2 separate regions of the Rattus norvegicus genome follow, and region 1 is linked to region 2. The links are chromatin contacts, called in public Hi-C maps. All regions are on one chromosome and are shown on one strand. Each heading gives the region's core, a stretch centred on a gene start, on an enhancer-like site or on the middle of the called end of the contact. The rest is flanking DNA. Distances are from core to core; before and after follow the strand shown.

Region 1 (4,687 bases), core at 677-3,176, 62 kb after region 2:
GAGTTCTACATCTTCATCTGAAGGCTGCTAGGAGAATACTGACTTCCAGGCAGCTAGGAAGAGGGTCTTAAAGCCCATGCCCACAGTGACACACCCACTCCAAGGCCACACCTCCAAATAGTGTCACTTCCTGGGCCAAACATATTCAAACCACTAAAGTGTTTAATCATTTGTTCTTAACTGAATGGCCAAGCAAATTGTATTTGTTTGTGTGCAGGAGTATATGGATGGAGGTGAGAGAGTATTAGGTCTCTAATTAGGGAGCTCTGTCACTTACCCTCTTACACCTGTGACAAGGGTCTCTTACTAAACCTGAAGTGTCTGGCAACCAGCAAGACAGATCTTCCCAGTTCTGTCTCTCACAGTGCTGGGATTACAAATGTACACATGATCAAGCCGAACTTTTTACTGGGGTGATAGGGATCTGAAACCAGGACCTCCCGCTTTCACAGCAAGGACTTTTGCCCACAGAGTCATTTCTCCTGTTCCAGCAGTGGGTTTCTCAATGACTGGAAGTGTTCGATGCCAGGTGTGTGTGTGTGTGTGTGTGTGTGTGTGTGTGTGTGTGTGTGTGTGTGTGTATGTGTGTGTGTGTGTGTGTGTCTTTCTTTTAAATCTGACCAGATCACAAAATGTTCATGTTACTTTTTGTCATTAGACTATGTAGACAAAGAGTTAAAAGAGAAAGGATGGACCACACTGTGATTACATGAGCAAAACCCAAAATTATTTCTTTGCCTCCTTTGATAAAAATGCTAACAATGCAATTCTGGCCACAGAAGCCTTAAGTCTTGTGTTTTCTAAATATAAATCAGGATGCTGGCGAACTTCTATTTTATGCGAGCTTCAATAAACTTAAAACCCCATACTTTAGTCAGGCTAGCATCTGTGGGGGGTCTTAATTTGTCACAGGTTGATTTGATTCCTTTCTGTTTGACCTGATGTAAACATACACCCGAGGCACTCACAACATTTTATGCTATTTTTTTTTATGGGTTAAAATACAGTGAGGGCCAGAGAGATGAGTAACTTGGCCTAGACAACTACTAACTGCAAGAATGAAGCTCTAGTTTAAGGACAAAAACGATCTAGGAATCCAACGGGTGCCAAGCTACACTGACTGTTTTTAGAAAGAGCTACTGGAAAATGCTTGCCTAAACTTTGGAGGAAAATGTGCAGTCAGCTTTCGCTTCAGGGCGGGGCTGGGGTGAAGTCTGGCAGCCTTTCCACGGCTGGGCTCTCCCTGTCCTACATACCCCCACCCTCCTCCCTTCGCTTTCTTCCCTTCTCTTCCCCTTCGCGCCACCAACGTGACTCCAAGCCAGAAGCCAGTTAGCAGCTGGAGTCCACACTACCGCAACATCAACCGGTTGACTAGCCCTGCGCCGGCCAGAAGTGGCGCCCAGCGTGACGTAACCCGCGCGCCTTCAATCTTGAGGCCAGAGGGCGGGGCCACAGGAGCTTGCTGGGCAGGGGCGGGGCCTGCCAGGCTCTCCGGGGGCCGGGCTCTGGGCTGACTACTCGGGTTTAGGGTAGGGATTGTCAACTGGGGGAGGAGCCCGGATGGACGAACTGACAACTGAGTGGTTGACTCAGTGATGGGGAGGATGTCACCTAGTTGGTGGACAAGCTGGGGGCCTAGAGTCTCCAGGATGGGGTCCAGGGTGCCTGGAGAGGTTCCTGTCTACCAGGCTGTGCGGCCAGGTTCGCTATCCAGGGAAAGAGCTTGCCTGGGATCTCGCAGCATTGCTTAGCTAATTGGTCGGGGGCGGGTCCAGGTTGTCGCTGGTCGGGAGGTGGAGCCTGTTTGACTGACGGACAGGGGGCGGGGCCTGCCTGTTGGCCAGCCGTGGGATGGGCTTGTTTGGCCAGCAATGGGCGTGGCCTGGCTGGCTGACCGACCGGGGGCGGGGCCTGGGCCGCGGCCGCAATCCGGGCCTCCAGGACTTTCGCTGCCAGCGCCGTCGGTCGGGTGGCCTGGGTCACTCCCCTCAGTGGGGCCGAGTGCTGGCCTGCCTGACAGCCGCGGCCCTAAGCCGAGGGGTAGCGCGGTGACTGAGATTGGGTCTGCTGTGCGGCAGGATGCTGGGGTCTGTGCGTGCGGTGTGAGGCGGCGGCGCTGGGCGGCGGGCCGGGCCGGGGCCGCTCATGGTGCCGCCACGACTCCATCGAGGGGCAGGAAGGCCAGGTAGGCGGTGGGCCGGCGACCGCGGCCATGGAGGACGGGTCAGAGTCCTCTCACCCCTCACAAGGCAAGAGGCTCGGTTTTCCTCACGTCTTTTCCTCACCAAGAGGCGATTTCCCTGTCCCAGCTGTTTTCTGTTGTCCTCTCATACTGCAGCCAGGGTGTAGTGACTGGGCGTGTGGGGAGCGAGGATGATCTTGGTCCTCACATGAGGGGAGTGGAACCTCGCACATCACTTCCTGTCAGCGAGCCGAATCCCCTGGAGATGGGGGGTAAGGACACTTTTGATGCACGCGCGCGTGTCTAGACTGCCAGGGCGGATGTCCTGAAGAGAGGATCTAGAGAGTTCTGTTTGTGAGACTTCGAGGATATGTTTATGGCTCTCTTTAGTGTGCCATATATGGAATGTTTTTTTTTTTTTTTTAACCCTCCTGGTACCCAGGACTTCTTTTAAGTATAATTTTTTCTTTTGGGAGAGCTGGGGTTGTCAGGTTGGGACAGGTGTTATGTATCTGAGACTGGTCTCAAAATCATATCTTCTGCCTTAAAGAAGCACCGGCACCCCTGTTTTATGCACTGGTTCCATTGACCTCAGGGCTATCTCCATTCGCTCTACCAACTGAACTACACCTCCAGCCTGGGTTTCTTTTTTTTTTTTTTTTTTTTTTTTTTTGTTATTTTATGATCTGGTCTCATGTGACCCATGTTGGCCTTGACCTCACCCTGTATTCTGACTTTGATCTTCTGATTCTGCCGTTCCCCTACTTCCCAAGTGCTAGAATTTATAGATGTGTGCCTCTGTGCCCAGTTTGGGAAGTGGTTGGGATGGAACCCAAGAACTCATGCGTGCTAACTAGGCAAGCAAGCATTACACTACTGAGTTCCATGCCCAGAGTGTGGCTTCTGTTGAACACATTTTGATAGTCTTTGAAGGTGAAGAGTGGAAAAGATGCTGCTTTATACTTGAACTTTTCCTAAGCGTTATTTCCGTGGTGCTGTTTTAGGTGGGCTGAGCTCTTCACCTCCATTTAGACAGGTATCTGCTCGCTTTGCCCGCATTGCATTTGAGGATCTCAGAGAAGCCCTCGCCACAAGGTAAATCGTACACTTCATCCAAATGTCTCCTGTTTCCTTGCCCTGGCTTTCTAATTTTTATGTGGGTTCTTCTCAAAGAGACTCTAATGAGATCTGTGTTTTCTAAATTAACAGACTGCAAATGGTTTATGTGTTTATCATGAACCGTGTGAATTCCCAGAGCAGTGGCTTCAGTCAGCGCAGGCGAATGGCCCTGGGGATAGTGATTCTCCTGCTGGTTGATGTGATATGGGTGGCGTCCTCAGAACTCACCTCAGTATGTATTTCTCCACCAATGGTATTGCACTGTGGTAGAATTAACGCTCACCTGTAGTAACGTTGCTAATGACGTAGGATGACAAGTAGTGTCAAGCTGTAGTATTTCTCTGTTAGTGCCTCATGCGTCTAACACCAGTATTTTAAACATTGTTGAATTCTTTGTTTTTCTTTGGTACTGAATTAATGTCATTTCAAGTAAAAATTGACATGATGCTTTTGTTCTTTCCTGAAGTTACAAAAGCGCTCTCTCTCTCTCTCTCTCTCTCTCTCTCTCTCTCTCTCTCTCTCTTTGTGTGTGTGTGTGTGTGTGTGTGTGTGTGTCTGTATATATGCAGATGTGTGTACATGTTCCTGTAGAGGCCAGAAGGGGGCATCTGATCTGGGTCCTTGGAACTCAAACGCAATTGTGAGCCACCCGGCATGGGTACTGGGGACTGAACTCTGAAGGAACACTAAGCTCTGTGGACCATGGAGCCATTTCTACAGTCCTACCTGCAGCTTTCTCACATTTGTAGAGAACATATCACAGAATATATTTTCTAATTACACAAAGGTGGTTTTGTTTTTAGTCAATATTGAATTTATTTCTTCATAAATACTGTTTTTTATGAACATTGAGGGCCAGTAGAAAGTATAGTCTGGGCATTTAGCTTAGTAGATTCTTGCTAATTTGAAAAAGAAGCTATTTTTGGAAAAGTAAACACGAGCCATCAGATTTTTCATGTACAAGTCACCGTGATCCACATGCGTACGCTGGTGAAGCCACATCTGTGTGCTTGCTGAGTCACATGTTTATCAAAAGCACAGCATATGATTCGCTCCATTAAGCTTTTTGTTAATTGATCCCTCGTTTGTAGTAGTGTGATACTGTGAGTTTATAAGCTAATTTTACTTCTGATTTGTATACTTCTTTTTGGCTAATGATCTTTGTAAGAAGATAATTTGTTGTTTATACTTTTTATCACATTTACTTATTTATTTGCTTATTTACTTAGAGTGTATGTGTGCTCACACGTGCCAAGGATTTAGAACACAGAAGCTGTAAATTACAATTTAGCAATATATATCTAAAGGTTAGAAAAGTTACTGAAGTATGTTGCACACAGAATATGTATTTTAGGTTCTTTTTGTTTGTTCAGAGGACAACTT
Region 2 (4,122 bases), core at 533-3,032:
CCTGTTACAACTCTCTTTGTAGACCAAACTGGCTTGAATTTACAGATATGAACCCATCTCTACCTACCAAATGCTGGGATTAAAGGCATACCACCCTTCCCAGCTAGGAATATATATTAAAAATATATCTAAGTCATTTAAAAATGATATTTATGTATGTATTTATGTATGTATGTATATATATATATGTATGTATGTATTTATATGTATTTGTGGGTGTGCTTGAGCCCAAGAGTGCAGATAACTATGGAGACCAGCAGAGGGAGTCAGATCCCTTGGATTGGAAGTTACAGGCAGCTGCAAGGCACCCAACAGGATTCTGGGAACTAAACTTAGGTCCTCCTCAAGAGCAATAAAAACTTGTAACTACAGAACTTTTTACAACACTAACATACATATTGTAAAAGGATTTATATTTTTGTGTGTGCAAGTGTTTGTGCATGTGTGTGTGTGTGTGTGTGCGTCTGCACACTTGTGTTCACATGCACACATGCACGTATGGCAGGTAGAAGATGGCTTCAATGTCCTGTCACTCTTGGCCTCTTCTTCTGTGGCAGGCTGAAAGCCAGTGAACCCCAACATCTTTCTGTCTCTGCCTCCCTTGGAGCTCGAGTTACAGGCATTTGCATAGATGCCTGGCTTATTATGTGGGTGCTAGAACCCAAACTCTGGTCCTCATGATTTTGCAGCAAGTGCTTTTAAGTGCTGAGCCATCTCTCCAGCTCTACTGTATCACCTTTAACTGTCCCATACCGTCTTCACATGGATGAAACATAATTTAGTGTTTTTATGTTTTATCTTTATATATCCAAGTTCTTTTGTGTTTAACTGTTGTAAAAGACTCTAAAATGAACATACTTGTGACTTCTGTGTGTATGTGCCTGTGTGTCCAGGTGCATGTATGTGTGCATGTAAAGGTCAAAGAACAACCTTCGGGTATTAGGTGCCATCTGCCATAATTACTACTACTACTACTACTAGTACTAGTACTAGTACTACTACTACTACTACTACTACTACTACTACTACTACTACTACTACTACTATTACTCTTGTGTCTCATTGACCTGGAATACCTCAACACTCCTGAGTTGTCTCTAATCTCTCTCTCTCTCTCTCTCTCTCTCTCTCTCTCTCTCTCTCTCTCTCTCTCTCTCTCCTGGTTTTTGTTGACCAAACTCAAACTCAGTTCCTCAGCTTGCAAGGCAAGTGACTTCCCGACTAAGTTAGCCCAGTCAAGTTGTGTCTTTTACTTGGTTTGTATCCCTAGAACTGAAATTAGTGTCTATTTAGGGGAGTTCATATTATTAAAATGTGCCAGCTCTCCATTTCTGTGACAAATTGCCTCAGGTAAAACTTAGAGGAGGAAAGTTTTATTTTGGATCACAATTTCAAAGGTTTCATTGCAAACCTTTGGTTTGAGGCCAGGAACTTGGCCATGAATGTTGACAGAACTGAAGGCTTTAAGAAGGGCAATGTGGCCATTGTGCTGACCCAGTAGCATCCTGGCTCTGGTTCACCAAAGCTGTGAGTGTAAAGCCTGTGGCTTGTTGGCCTCCTGGGGCTCTTGTTGGCCTCCTGGAGTTCTTGCCATCCTATCCCTTAGGCCAGCGACACTTGTGGTGTTCTCTCTGGGCCATGGTGTGGTGCCAGTGGGCTGGGGCATCTGGGAAATGAATACCTCTAAAACAGGCAGTAGAGTCAGGCTGTGTCTCCTATGGCCCTACCCAAGCCAAGAAAGAAGGAGGAATGTAGGATTGGAAACCCTCTGACTTTATCACAAGAGGGCAGCAACATCTCTATGTACTTTGTTCCTGTACAAAATGTTGACCACAGAACTCTCAGCCCTGCCCCAGAACCTGGAAACAGCCAGCTAAAGTAGGAGCCTGGAGCATGAGGCCAAGGTTCCAGTGTAGATAACCTTGGCCCTTGCTCTGATTTGCTTTCCCAAATATCCTCAACCACTCTGACTCTTCATTGCGCACCGAGCTCTTCTGTTCTAGTGCATCAGCCACTCAGCTGTCTCTACAGACAAACTCTCCACCTCCCATTCTCTTTGCTGCTGCAGTCATCCCCAGGCCTGTGTCTCCACCCGTGTCTCCATAGACAAGAGCTGGTAAATATCAGCAAGGCCATAACCTGGAGGAAGCCAGGAAACAGAGACACCAGGAGAGCAGGGGGGCTGAGAACAATTTATTATAATCCATCAGGGTATATCCCCAAGGCCACGATCCTTTTAAGTAGGTTTTACTTTCTGCTTCTATAATTTCTCACTATCCCATCAAATTATAAACCCAAGTCAGTAGATTTATCCATTGAGGATGGTTCAGTCACTTTCCCCCAAACCCACCAGTTGGCAACCAATCAAGGGTTAGCACATGACCTTTGGGAGTAAATTTAGATCTAAACTGGACCAGCTTGGTAGTACATGTGTTTAATTCCAGAGCTTGGGATACACTTTTAGGGACCAAACTGTAATACAAAAATATTACAGTTTACATGATAAATGTCTCCCAAAAGCTCTTGTGTTTGATTACTTGGTCCCCAGTTAAAGGCACAGGGAAGACTGTAGAAGCTTAAGGAGAGAGAGAATCTCTGGAGGAAGTAGAAGATAGGACTTCAACTTCTGTTGTTGCTGTTATTTGTTTGTTTAAGACAGGGTCTTTCTGTATAGACCTAGCTAGCTGGAACCCACTGTGTAGACCAGGCTGGCTTTGAACACATCACCGAGATTCACCTGCCCTCCTCAGTACTGGGGTTACAGATGTGTTGTTCCATGCCTAGTTGCCTTTAGGTTTATAGCCCAGCACCCACTTTCTGCTTCCTGACGTGGGCAGGATGTGATCAGCCATAGCCTGCTCTTGCCAGCATGCCTTCCCTGGCATAAAGGCCTGAATACCTTCTCAAGCAGTGAGTCAACAGTAACCCTTCCTCCATTAAATTTCTTCTTGGCTGGCATACAGAAAAGCAACCAATACACACTGCTTTTGCTTTAGTGTGCTTTTCTTAGAGTGAGCCACTGGGAACTCCTCCCTCTTCCCTAAACACAAGGCACTCATGCCTTTCAAGGTAATCTTACTTCTTTATCTTGGAATGATTGGCTTTGACCTTTAGAATATATAGAAATATGATTATCAGATAAAACAGAGGTGCTCGGTTGTGCTATAGATTATCTCTCTGTCTCTCTGTCTCTGTCTCTCTCTCTCCCTCTGTGTGAGTGTGTGTGTGTGTGTGTGTGTGTGTGTGTGTGTGTGTGTGTGTGTGTGTGTGTGTGTATTCTGTACCAGTTCCTGCTCTGAACGCTTGGGGAGTGGGGGATCTTAAGTTACAGAGATGAAAGAATCTTCCTTTGTGATCCATAACAATTCCTTTCACTCAAAACTGAATTTATGTTGGTTATATAACTCTTGGAAAGTCCCTATGGGTGGAGCTAGCCGACAAGAAAACCAACTGTGGGGGTTGGGGATTTAGCTCAGTGGTAGAGCCCTTGCCTAGCAAGCGCAAGGCCCTGGGTTCATTCGGTCCTCAGCTCCGAAAAAAAAAAAAAAGACAAAATAACAAGAAAACCAACTGCATGATTGAAAGGTTGGAACTTTGGTCCTACCCCAGACCTCTAGGGAAAGAAGAAGAGCTAGAGAATAAATCCATCCACCAATGGTCAATGATTTGATTAGTCAGCCTCTGCCTATAACAGGTTTATATAAACTTCCAAAGAGGCTAACAGTACAGTTCAGGTGACAGAGGGCTTGCCAAGCATGCCCAAAGCCCTTCATTCACTCATCAACAGGGCATACAGTGAGCGTGGTGAAGCGGGTCTGTGATCCCAGCACTGAGGAAGTGGAGACAGGGACTGCAGTATTGCCCGAGCTTGAGCTTGAATAAAGAATCCCTGATGCAATTGCATTGGAGTTGATTCCTTGGTGGTCTTTGGGGTTCACAAATGCTTCCTGGCATAAGGAAGGAAGGAAGGAAGGAAGGAAGGAAGGAAGGATGAGTGGGTGAAATGGATGGATAGATAGTAGATAGATAGATAGATAGATAGATAGATAGATAGATAGATAGATAGATAGATAGATAAACACAGGGCTGGCCAGATTCCTTCTGGGGAATGAATGGTGATCC

Evidence for each region. Hi-C and Micro-C count contacts between places; a contact is called where the count stands out from the background.
Region 1: a Hi-C map of the A7r5 cell line shows a contact between it and region 2, with 2.0 times the contacts expected there. The contact joins the promoter of Slc35f5 here to the enhancer-like site in region 2. A contact is called at or near these places in 5 of 12 Hi-C or Micro-C datasets (the A7r5 cell line, the Rat2 cell line, kidney and 2 more).

What each region holds. Positions count from the first base shown.
Region 1 is chr13:39,543,270-39,547,956 of GRCr8, forward strand. Slc35f5 (solute carrier family 35, member F5) reads left to right here and starts at 1,927. Exons shown (of 16, transcript NM_001105950.1): 1 at 1,927-2,188; 2 at 3,190-3,280; 3 at 3,395-3,536. The coding sequence starts at 2,149.
Region 2 is chr13:39,481,354-39,485,475 of GRCr8, forward strand. No RefSeq gene overlaps it. Among named protein-coding and RNA genes, the nearest start is that of Slc35f5, 62 kb to the right of the region's middle. Within about 2 kb of position 1,783, at least 3 of the 93 cell types and tissues checked have an H3K27ac peak or open chromatin away from gene starts, as enhancers often do. A contact at or near this core is called in the A7r5 cell line, where this site is marked.